3 separate regions of the Mus musculus genome follow, and all the other regions are linked to region 2. The links are chromatin contacts, called in public HiChIP or PLAC-seq maps. All regions are on one chromosome and are shown on one strand. The core of a region is the stretch at or near the end of the contact, and the rest is flanking DNA. Distances in the headings are between cores, read along the strand shown.

What was found. HiChIP or PLAC-seq counts read pairs in DNA pulled down with a chosen protein or histone mark.
Region 1: an H3K27ac HiChIP or PLAC-seq map of embryonic stem cells shows a contact between it and region 2, with 7 times the contacts expected there. The contact joins the promoter of Cstb here to the promoter of Shc2 in region 2. A contact is called at or near these places in 2 of 39 promoter capture datasets (cranial neural crest and neural stem cells), 9 of 115 datasets of contacts at active chromatin or transcription factors (embryonic forebrain, embryonic stem cells, stem cell-derived neural progenitor cells and 1 more) and 1 of 9 other capture datasets (embryonic stem cells).
Region 3: a contact with region 2 is called in an H3K4me3 HiChIP or PLAC-seq map of embryonic stem cells, with 5 read pairs. The contact joins the promoter of Tspear here to the promoter of Shc2 in region 2.

What each region holds. Positions count from the first base shown.
Region 1 is chr10:78,423,519-78,427,454 of GRCm38.p6, forward strand. It overlaps Cstb (cystatin B), which reads left to right and starts at 2,152. Exons shown (of 3, transcript NM_007793.3): 1 at 2,152-2,339; 2 at 3,409-3,510; 3 at 3,793-3,936. The coding sequence starts at 2,274. The coding sequence ends at 3,921.
Region 2 is chr10:79,636,165-79,640,275 of GRCm38.p6, forward strand. Shc2 (SHC (Src homology 2 domain containing) transforming protein 2) reads right to left here and starts at 1,754. Exons shown (of 13, transcript NM_001024539.1): 1 at 1,285-1,754. The coding sequence starts at 1,686. Odf3l2 (outer dense fiber of sperm tails 3-like 2) reads right to left here. Exons shown (of 4, transcript NM_001033473.2): 4 at 3,362-4,111. The coding sequence ends at 3,731.
Region 3 is chr10:77,683,926-77,687,872 of GRCm38.p6, forward strand. Tspear (thrombospondin type laminin G domain and EAR repeats) reads left to right here and starts at 2,644. Exons shown (of 12, transcript NM_001287074.1): 1 at 2,644-2,972. The coding sequence starts at 2,888.

The sequences.
Region 1 (3,936 bases), core at 902-3,401, 1.2 Mb before region 2:
TGGGCTGGCTCCACTCCCTGTTAGCAGCTTTCCTCAACAGCTATCCCTCGGCTCTGGTATCTCCAATATCTTGGTTTCTCCAAGGCAATCCAGGCTTCATAGCTTCACGTGATGGCCTCTATAGGCCTCCACCCATGACAATACCTGGCCTCAGCAGCTTCCCTTGACCTCAGAGGGAGATTCCATAACCCCTGTCTTCTATCCTTGCCTCTAAAGCCAGAACCATGTGACCGAAGCTGCCAAGTTCTGCTGCTTGCTGAGGCTGGGAACTGACCCCCTGCTTTCCTTCACTGCCTGAGCTTGGTTGTCCTGAAACTTGATCTGAAGACAAAACTGGCTTCACACAACTGCTGGGATTAAAGGCATGCACCGCCACACCTGGCTCTAAACTTTCTTTTAATTCCTTTTCACAGGCTGAAAGCTTAGCTGGGCAGACTCTTGCCCTGAAGTCACCATTCCCTTTATGTAAACATTTGGCTTTTCTGTTACCTGTTTAACTCCTTAAAAAACAGGATTTAGCTCCTTTCCACTTCCTGGTGCCCCCTTTTCTGTACATTTTGTATTTTTTACTTCCTCAGCTTGCTCCTTTTCATTATAGATCTTCATAAGAGTGACCACTAACAACCACACAAGAGAGTCGATACTGGGCCATTTTGAAATTTCCTCTGCCAGCTCAACTAATCCCAAAGACTTAAATTTAGCCTCACGAAGACTTTTTAGACAAGAGCAAAAAAGCAACCACGTTCTTAGCCAAAGCTCGAGAACAGTCTGTAGGCCACATACAAATAGTTTTGTCCTCTGAAACCTCTTGAACCAGACCCCCAAAGCTCACATCACCTTCATCACCACTGTCTTCCATATTCCTACTACTATGGCCCTATGAACTATTAAGTGATCAATTGCTTTTCTAACCCAAAATCCACATTCCTCCAAACAAAAGCATGGCCAGGCCTAATCCCAGCAATACTCCAGTGTCTGGTACTAACTTCTGTTTTAGTTTGGGTTGACTGCCACCACCACAAGTCTCCATGTATGTCTGGGCACCACTTGCATCCCTAGTGCCCATTGAGGCCAGGGGGTGGAGAAATAGGATCCCATGGAACTGGAGTTGTGAGCTAGTATGTGGGAGCTGAGAATTGAACTCAGGTCCTCTGGAAGAGCAGCCAGTTTTCTTAACTGCTGAGCCATCTCTCCAGCCCCTCACTTGGCTCTTTGACTGGGTTCCAAATATCAAATTCAGGCTGTCGCACTTCCGTGGCAAGCCCCTTACCATGAGCTACCTCTGCACCCCCAAATTATTTTTTTTAAGCCAAGGTCTCACTGCATAGTCAGGTTAGCTTAGCCTCTCAAGTGCCAGGATTGCAGGTGTATACCATCATGTCCTGCTATCCAACTGTGACAGTTTTGCAAACGGAAACTCGGGTTTGAAGGTCACTCAAGTAAGAGCACTGACAGAGGGCATATCCGGGGTCCTCATGGTTCCCAGCCTGTGTTGGGTGTGTGAGAATAGAGTCTCACCCAGAATAGACCACCTACCCAGCTCTGTGGGGCTGGGGCTGGGATCCCCAAGCCCCGCCTACCGCCTGACAAGGCCATGTCATTCAAAAAGAATGGAATTCCCAGATAAGCTCTTATTTCATGGGGTTATCCGGACCCAAAAACTAAGTCCACGTTGGGGAGGGGAGGAAAGGATGGGGCCAGGGGTCAAGGAACAGGGATCTGAGACTTCTAGGTCCTCAATCATCTATTTCTGTATCCACTCTATGGAAGGAGGGATAGGGACCCATCAAGACCCCCACTTAATAGTCACAGGACAAGGGGAAATTGAGATGTCCAGGGCTGTACTTCGTGTCCACCTACTCCATGGAAAGACTAGGACCCCTTCTCACATCTCTGCATCCTGTGAGGACCCGGAAGCCCCTAAGCCGGGTCAGAGATACTCCTACAATCACTTCACGACCATTGAGGGGCAATCAGGACTCCCAGCCTCCAAACCCTTCTTAGCGTCCGTTCAGGGAAAGGACGTGAAGCACCCACCATGCCTCACCCTCCGCCCACGCCCAGCCTGGGTCTCCTGACTCTGCCTGGAACGGAGGGTGGTGACAGTAAAGAGAGCGAGCGAGAGGGTGCGGCGCCCCGCCCCGTCGCTCTGTCACGTGCTACGGGTCCGGGGGGGCGGAGCCAAGCCAGGTTTTTCTAGGGTCCAGGCACCCAGGTCTCCTAGTTGGATCTGTCTTCAGCTTCTCCGTGCTACCCCGACTACTGCTGCCAAGATGATGTGTGGCGCGCCATCTGCCACAATGCCAGCCACGGCCGAGACGCAGGAGGTCGCCGACCAGGTGAGGCTGGGCCCAGGTCAGGCCAGTCTGAGCCAGGCCTGCGGAGACCCGGCGGCCTCAGGGACCGGCCTGCCCAGACTGGTCAGGTCCTGCAGCGGGTTTCCGGGGCGGCCACAAGTGTGACTGGGAGCTGGGGGCTCTGGATCTGGTTGGAAGATTCAGGGCCGGGAACTGGGGCGAGTCTTCTGCCGCTTGCATACAAGAGGGCCACTCACCTATTAGGGAACTAGCCCCGGGATCGGTGGAGGGATCCGGTGGTCCCAGAGAATTCAGGAAGGCAGCTGTTAGAACCTAGACGGCACCTTTTTGACTTACACCCAGGCCTAAACAAGAGAAAGCCAGACTGGGCTACTGTGCTTGTCTCCTCAAAAGAAAGAGCTAGGACTGTTTAGCTCAGTGGCAGGAATTCAACTGATACCACCACCACCATCACCAACACCGCCCCTCAGGGAAAAAAAAAAGGATCAAAACCAGAAGTTGTAGAACTTGCTTGTGCCTAGTCTGAAACGAGGGGGTGGACCTTGGGCCTGGGCTGCCCTTCCTGTGACTGTTAGCAGAGCAGAGATTCAGTACAAGGTAGGGGGAGGTTCAGGGTATTAGCAAGAGAAGAAAAGTTAAACAAATCCTCTCTTCAGCTCTCCTGCCACGCCCCAAGCCCAGGACCCTGTCCACTAAGCCTAGCTGATCTTGGGAGGTGTTTGCTCTGACTGAAGTGGCCAAGAAGGAGTGAGTCAGCTCCATGAGACCCTAGAAATGAGGAAATGTTACAGACACACTGGCCAGGCAAGGGAACCTTGGCCACGTGCCACATCAGCACTCAGGAGGCAGAGACAGGCGAGTCTCTCTGAATTTGAAGCCAGCCCAGTTTGCTTAGTTCCATGCCAGCCATAGCTACATAGTGAGACCCTGTCCCCCCCCCCCCCAAAAAAAAGGAGCTGTGTTGTTCTTTATCAGTGGGGCCAACAGTTTACCATGTCCCCCGGAATGAGGAGTATTGAAGGCTGGCAGTGTGTGTGTGTGGGGGCACCTGTGCATGAATCTAAGTCCTTCCTTCTCACCCACCATCCAGGTGAAGTCCCAGCTTGAATCGAAAGAAAATCAGAAGTTTGATGTCTTTAAAGCCATATCCTTCAAGAGACAGATAGTGGCTGGCACCAACCTCTTCATCAAGGTGGGTACTGATAGTAGCTTGGCATGAACTGGGGACATAGTCTCAGAGTAGAGCAGAGTGTCCTGCAACTTCCTGCAGAGAACCCCTTAAGGGGACATGTACATGTTCTGAGAGGATGAATTTGGGGTGTTAGGGTTCCCGGCCTTAAAGGAGGAGACAAGGGTTATCACTGGCTAAGTTAGTGGCTGGTGGCCTGTTCTGGCTCAGTTTCTAAGGCTGGGTTAAGCCTGGAACTGGAACCTTACCTTTCACTCACATGTCTGTCTGTCTGTCTTCCTCCAGGTTGATGTTGGTGGAGATAAATGCGTGCACTTGAGGGTGTTTCAACCCCTCCCCCATGAAAACAAGCCTTTGACCCTGTCTTCCTATCAGACCAACAAAGAAAGGCACGATGAGCTCTCCTACTTCTGATTCGGGGCTCCTTTG
Region 2 (4,111 bases), core at 504-3,003:
TTATCTTTTGAGATGGGTCTGGCTATGTAGCCCAGACTGGCCTAAACTATTGGCGATCCTCCTGCTCCAGCCTCCTAAATGATGCTGGGACTACAGGTGTGCTCCACTAAATTCACTTCCAAATAAGGTCCTATTTGGAAGATTCCCCGAGACATAGAATATCGGAGACTCAGAGGAGCCCGGGGAAGGGAGAAGTAACATGGTGGACGCTGGTGGGGAAAACAAAGACACAAAGAGAGATCACCCTCTCAGCATCCTGGTGCAGGACATCCAACAAACAGCATTCTGAGATCACGTGGCACCTCATCAACAGTGGTGGGCAGGAAGCCAGACTGGAGTGCCTGAGGTGAGCACCACACACCAGCTTTCTCTCAGCTCACCTTCACACACTGCACATACGGGCAGATGCTTGGATCGGAGAAGATAAAATGTCCCCAATGACTTGAGGGCACGTGGTACACCATCCCCCCACCCTTGCAAAGGTCACAATAGAAACCTGGGTAGGGGCTGGGGCTAAGCAGATACAGAGCTCAACTAACATGAAAAGGGCTGAGCTCCATCCCCAGCATCATAGGGAATGGGTGTGGTGGTGCATGACTGTCACCCTGGCTCTTGCAAAGTGGAAGCAGGAGGATCAGGAATGCAAGGTTATCCTCAGCTACATAGTGACTTCCAGGTCAGCCTGAGCTACATGAGACCCCGTTTCAAAAACAAAACAAAGAACAAAGGTCTGGAAGTGGTGACACTCATCTTAGCATCCCAATATTTGGGGTTGATAAGCCAGAATGATGGCCTGCAGCTGGAAGTCGCTATCCTCTGGCCAAATCCCTACCCCTTTCCACCTCTGCCAAAATAAAGGGGATAAACAAAGCCAGGCCCCTTCACTTCATCGGCTCTGATGTGGAATTTGGAACCCTGAGCCCTGAGCTTGAGTCCCCACTATAAGCCTGCAAAGTTGCTTTCTCCGGGGTCAGGGAACCCTCGGATACCTAGTCCTTATCTTAAGGACTCTCCCACCCAATAGCGGAGGGGGGGTGCGGCTAGCTTGCGCATGCGTGTGTCCCCTCCCTACCTGCGCCCTCTCCCCGCCCCTCCCCACGTGACGCCGTGAGAACCCGGACCCCAGCGCCTGCGAGTGGGGGCGGTCGAGAAGCGCGCGTACTGGAGACTGGGTTCCTGGGTTGTGGGGAGCGCTCACTTGGCTCTTGGGGTCCAAGAGACCAAACTGGGGGTGGGAGCGGTCCCCGACCACGGCGCGCCGGGAAAGAGGCTGAGCGCACTCACCCGAACGATGTAAGAGACCCCGGGCCCCAGGACCCTGGCATCGGGATGCAACCAGCCGTGCGCCGGCTTGTGAATGAAGCCGCCCTTGCGCACCCACTCGTCAGCGACATCCGGAGTCACCCGCGCGCCCCGCGTCCCCGAGCCCCGGCAGCGGCCGAGCGCGGGCAGCGGACAGGGCGCGGCGCAGCGCGGTTCGCAAGCGCCCAACACAGCGGCCAGCGCGGGGACCCCGGGCTCCGGCTGCGCCTCTGCCACCCCCGCCACGCGCGTCGCCGCGGGACCGCGGCCCAGGAAGCTACCCGGCGCTGCGAACTTCCACTGCGGCATCCGCGGCAGCAGTGCGCAGAAGGTGGTGGGCGCCTCGGGCTCGGGGGCCGCGCGGCCACCCGGACCCTGCGTCATGGCCGCGGCCGCCGAGGAGCCCCGGCTGAGCCTGGTCCAGAGCCGTGCGCTCCTCCCCGCCGAGTGATGTCACCGCTCCGCGCAGCGCGCAGCCGCGGGGGGCTACACTCCTGGGACCCCGACCCTGTTCTGGCAGCGCCGCCTCCGACCTAGCGCAGCCTGCCGGGGCTCCCCGAGGGAATGTCCAGTCAGGCTCAGACCGATGGGGAAACTGAGGACAGGGGTCGCATACACGGGGCGGGGCGCCATTCTTCAACTTCCAAGTCTCTGCCTTCACTCCAGCAGCATCCTATCCTCCCTTCTTTTCTTCTAAATAGAGAAACTAAGGCCTGAAGTCGCAGGTGCAGGGAGTGATCCCCTAACCCCGAGGCCACCCTTCACCACTGTTCCAGCAACATCCTGCCCTTCTTTACTTCTAAGTTGAGAAACTGAGGCCTGGCTTTGTAGAGCTATCCTCCGGCCCCTAAGTATCCCTTAAGCCACTGTTCCACCGGGTTTGCTCAGTGAGGAAACCGAGGGCTAGGGTAAGGATAAGGCACAAAAGGGAACTTGAGGTCTGGGTGGTAGAGGCAGGATGAGACTATCCGGGTCCTTGACACGTTCAGTCATATCCTGCCCAACTTTACTTCTAAATAGGGTCCAAATAGGGCCTGGGCCAGTGCACAGGCTGGGGTCCAGGACAAGAGAACCTCAGACTCAGAGGGTACCCCCTCCAACTGAACCTTCTTTACTGGTTAGTGGGAAAACTGAACCCTGGAGCAAGGCCAAGGCTTAAAGGGAAACTGAGGCCTGGAAGTGAAGCAAGTGCCCAGGACACCGCGGGTGGCGCTGCGTCTGGAGAAGTCTAAAGGTGACCATGGGTCGCTTCTGCTGGCTCCTGGCCTGTTTCCTAGGCTGTAAGCAAAGGACATCCATCGGTTCTTTGGGTTCATATTGGAACCCGAGGGTCAGAACTCTCAGGCCTGCCAACAGCCCCAGCCCAGGCTCAAGAGACCTCGGAGACACCGATTCAGACCCCAAGGGGATTCCTTCTGTGAGGGAAGGGGTTGTCATCATCACCCTGCCTCTGTCCCCCGCCCTTTCCAGGACAGTACTGCCGGGAAACAAAGAGAAGAGTGCTGGGCGGGGCAGGGTGCGGAGGAGGGGCAAGGCCGGCCAGATCGATGCGAGAGAAACTAGATCACTGCCTGTGGAGGGGGCGGAGGCGCGCGCGCCTGGCTCTCAGCCACTTCCACACAGGCACTCTCAGGAGCCCAGCCAGGTCGCCTTTGGTGTTGTCTGCTGGAAGAGGAGCGCCACTGGGCTGAAGTCTGAAAAATGGCTGTAGAATCTAGCTGATTAAGTGTGGACCAAGGCGTTCCCGGTCTGGGTGCACAAACATCACTGAATGGGGAGGTTATAGGGCTGGCTCTACTCTTTAATCTGCGGCAACAAATGACGTAAATAATACTCTAATAAACTCCTACACATCCCTCAAAGCCCAGCTTCACAGTACCCCTTCCCAAGAACCTAACTGGTCCCATGATCCAAACCCAGGCTCTGTCTCTGGTCTCCTGCTGCCAGGGGCCCCCATTTGCCCCATCTGAACCGAATGAGGTTTGCAAAGTTGTTTAGTGCTTTCTTTGCGGCGTGGTTAGAAGTGCTAAATAAACCAATGTGCACAATGCTAACCGCTGTTGACGGAGGAATGATTTATTGGCAAGCAACTCTAAAGGGTGGGGTGAGAAGGGCAGAGACTGCAGGGCCACCTCCAGGAGAGTTCTCCGGCCTCATCTGCAGAAACCCAAGCGGCCTGGACACTGAATTCTAGGACACACGGCTCCATGTCCAGCCAGGGAAAGGGACACTTCTCCCTGGCCTGGTCTGACCTGGGAAGGAGGCTCAACCTCACCCTCTATGGAGACTTGGGTCACAGGCCCCAGGGACAGAAAGATCAGGTGGCCTCAAAGGACCTCGGACTGAAGACGGGGAGGGAGGCACCTCCTCTGTTCCACTCTGAGGAAACGGCCCAGGAGAGGCCCCGGCTGCCTGTGCCCTGCAGCTGTCAGCATTTGGTGTCCCCTACCATGGTGGATGCCCGCTTTGAGTGACGGATGCCCATGGTATATGCCGGGGCCCGGGCCCGGTTAACAGTGACCTGTTCTGGGTTGTGGGTACCAGGACCAGGTGTGTCCTCCAGGGGCCGTGGTGTCCGAGGTCTCCCCAGTATGCTGAAGGCCGGCCTACGCTGCCGGTAGGTGTTGGGGTCCGGACTCTCATACTGCCCAGGGCCTGGAATCTCTGAAGGATCCTGAGGGGGACGTGCAGGGGGTGTGCGGCCCACAACTGTGTAGCTGGGACTGCTGGGTTTGATAAAGATCTGCGATCCCCAGAGGGGTGGCATGGTGTAGGCATTGGGGGCAGGAACAGAGGTGTCTGGAGGCTT
Region 3 (3,947 bases), core at 1,394-3,893, 2.0 Mb before region 2:
CTGCTTTATGGGGTGCTGGGGATTGAACTAGGGGGGGCTAGACTAAATCAATTGAGCTATATCTTCACCTTTTGGGAGGTTTTCTTCTCTACCAGACTGGGCTGGGCTATTCCTGCCTGTGAGATCTTTTAACAGGAGCTCAGGTGTGGGTGAACTGTGTGAGGTTCAGGCCGATCACAGACATCTCTGATATATACCCCACCCCCTTATGTTGCTCTTGGCCAGTGTCTGTGAATCTTTCCTTCATGTAATGCAGGAGAAGCGATTTCTATTGCAAAATCAACCTGAAAAAAAAAAAAAAACACATTGGGGAAGAAACACGAGCGTTTTTCCTTCTTACCAGTGTCTCTGACTGCACACAGAAGCTTGGGTTCTGTCACGGAGGAGGGCTTAGCAGCTGGCATGCCTGAGACCTGCTGCTTAATCCAGGTCACATCTGTGGTCACGCAATTTCCAGATGTGGAGTTACAGAGATTCCTGTAGTGTGTTGGAGTCTCACTGTCAGGCCCCTACTCTTGAGGTCGCCACTGTGGGGGTTTCGCATGATAGCTCCCAATAACGAACTCTTGCCTGCTGCTCACAACAGAGCAAATGTAACAAGGAGGGATTTTCCCAAGGGAGCATAATTTTCATTCCTTAAATCAGGCTGTTCCAAAAAAAAAAAAAAAAAAAAATCCTGACACTGTCTCATTTAACGAAAGTAGTCAGAGGGTAGCTGGCTGCACGGAGCTCACCAGCCCTGCAACCCTGTGACCCTGCACAGGTGCTAGCTGCCCAGCCTGCAGAAGTCACCTCCAAACCCCACCCAGGGTGTGCCTCTGGTGGCTACCACCACTACCTGCAGCTGGGCTGGGAGGGGTCCTGCTGCAGAACAAAGTGTTCCTCAGCTGGGAAAGAGACTGCACGACAGTGCCTTCCCCCCTCAGACCAGGTCTCCCCCTCCCGCCTCAGGCCAGGCTGCTCTCCTCCCCCTCCCAGGCCCCCCTCCCCCTCCCCTCCCCTCACAGATGAGGCTGTTCCTCTCCCCCTTCCCTTCCCCTTCCCCCCTCAGACCAGGCTGCTCCCCCCACCCACTCTGCCCCCCACCCCCAGACTAGGCTGCTCTCCTCCCCCTCCCAGGCTGCTCCCCTCCCCCCCTCCCTCTCAGATCAGGCTGCTGCTTCCCTGGGAGCCACACATCTTTCCTTTGATGGTTAGGGTCACGGTGATGTGGGCTCCATATAAGCTAATAGCAGCTCGGATCTACAAGGATAGGAACCTCAGAAAACCCCGCCACTACTCCATAGGTCCCACCAGGAAGGAGCGGCACTGAGCCCAGGAGTGAAGAAACTTACCCCAAGAGCTCCCCTGGGCCAGGTAGAGGGTAGCCATGTATAACAAGTGCCTCTCCAAGGATTTCTTTATAGCTATCTTAGTCACCACAAGCCCACAAGCCTCCTCACCGGGACATAAATGGCAGATCAGGGTTTCCAGGGAGAAGGGAAGGCTTGAATACATGTCCCCTACACAGAGACAGACCCTCCAGCACTCTGCAGATCATCCATCCCTTCTTCCTCTTCCATCTCTGTACTACCCTCCCACCTCTCTCTTTTCTCCTCCCATCCCCCACCCCATCTCATCTCTCCAGGTCTATCTTGTCTGCTCCCTCTCTTATGGTCTCTTGTCTCTCTGTCTCTCTCTAATCACAGGGCCTTGAGCTCACAAACACCCACTGAGTCAAACATTGCCAGGCCCCTGAGCTGGGCCTTTCCCCCTAACTCTTTCTCTCTTCTCCATCCATCTTCATCATCCTCTCTCTCTGTTTTTCAGTACCCACCCTCTTGCCACCCCCACCCTCCCCATACATACAAAACCGTCTGCCATTTGCAAACAAACACCCACAGTGTCAGGCTCTGCCTGAGTTCTGAGTTGGGACATTCGGGGTGGGGGGACTGTGTGTCTCAGGGGCTTGTGAAAGGGGGTCCTGTTGAGTCGGAAGCATCTCTCAGGGAATTGAGCACACACGGGCAATGCACTCTCTGCACAGCCACTCTTAAACCCTTTCCTCTGGAACAGCTTTAAGGATGGCTCCCCCCACAGGGGAATTCCTGAAGCCAACAGTTGACAAACCCACACACCCTCCGAGGGCTGGGCACCAGATAAAAAGCCCTCCTCAAAGCCGGCCCTCCTGGGGACGGTGTGGGACCCGGCAGGGCAGGAGACCTTCCTCTGTCACCACCTCCTCTAAGACTGATCCTTATCTCAGCACAGAACAGAGGATCTGACCTTCTGCTGGACCTAAGGCTGACCCCCTGCTGCGTGTTGGGACCTCGGGGGACACTCGCCCCAGCTGAGAGGAAAGAGCCCTGTTTGGGAATCCCCAAGAGAGCAGGAGGTGGACCGACAGAGCACCTGTCCCTATCGGTAGCTGCAGGTCTGCCAAGGTCACCTGCTCGAGTCCTGCACAGCAGCACGCGGCCGCCCGTCATCTGCACCCAGGAAAAACTGGTTTTCTAAGTTTTTCTGGTTTGTTCTCAGTGCTCCGCTGAAGGATCTATTTCTGTCTCTCCTTCAGGAGGGTGAGCTTTGCCAATGACTAATCCCAGTCCTGAAGATTGATACCCGTTGTCACCTGCGCTCGGGACCCAAGCCCAGCAGGGAAGCAGAGAGATAAGCCCTTGCCTGCAGCTGACGCTTCAGTCTGCCAGGGCCACCCGCCTTTTGCTACTGCAGAACAGCTAGGGGCTGTCATTACTGCCAGGACTACCTCTGTCCTCTTGCAGATACAAACATGGGCTCATCACAGTGACCACCTGGGGTCCAGACTGCCCCTCACAGGGAATTAAGAGTGGCTGCCTCTCTGCAGGCGTGTGGAACCCCTGGATGGATCTTGGGACTCGAGCCCCTCATGTCTGCGCTGCTGATGTTGTGTGCGGTGCTCTTGCTTCTGGGTACCCCAAGCCGTGGTGCCCGGCCCTGGGAGCCCTGCACAGGTAAGGTGACCACATGGGGACATGGGTAGGGCATCTTTTGTGAAGTTGGAGAAAAATGGGGTTTGACATGCCACCTCCTGACACCAGGTCACTTGAGTGTGGTAAGATGCTGTCCTCCTAGAAACCTGGACAGTTATGGGGGACAGGGGAGATACAATAGAAGGGGCAGCACAGGCAGTCACAATAAAAGGTTTCTCTAAGCTCCTAGAGGTGGGAGGGGTTTCAAGTTTCAAAGCGCTAACAGCAGCCATCGAGGCTTCGCAAGTACTTACCTGCTTGACTGCCGGGGAAGGCCAGGCACCTGCTTCAGGAATGAAGTCCCCGGCCCTCGGGCTCCTGGCATCGGATGAGCTATCCAACCTGCATTTAGCAAAGCTCTGGGCCGCCACGGGCCTGGCTCTGTCCCCAGTTGAAGGAGAAAACACAGGCCCAGCCCCAAACACACCCACAACCCACACCTGGGTTTAGCCTGGAGCTCCTCGAGGTGGGCCAACTACAGGCCTCCTTCTCTTCTTAGGCCACTGGGAACACCAGTGACATCCTGCTCTAGGGTTCCCAGCAAGAGATTCTAACGATCAAGTCACAATTAATGGGATAAAGACACAAGGCAGTTGGATCTGATAGCTGGACCTGCAAGTTGGTAGTGGGAATCCCAGGGACAAGAGGTACTGGTGTGACAGGTGGTTGTGTTCTCGGGTGCACACCTTCTGTTGGGTTGCCAGGAGGAGTGAGGCTCCTTCCCGTACTGGGCTGTTGCTCTCTGTGACATGGCAAGGGGTGACCCTGCGACCCAGGTTTGGAACACTGACCTATGTGAACGCTGCTGCATGCGGTTTATAACCTAACTACCTAGAAGTGACTGGTTGTAAGTTTCAGCAACCGGTACACTGAGGGCTGTGGGTGAGAAGACCCTGGGGCCCGATACAGTGCCACCTGTGGGGATCTGAGGCAGAAGAGAAGCCCCTGCCCCTGCCC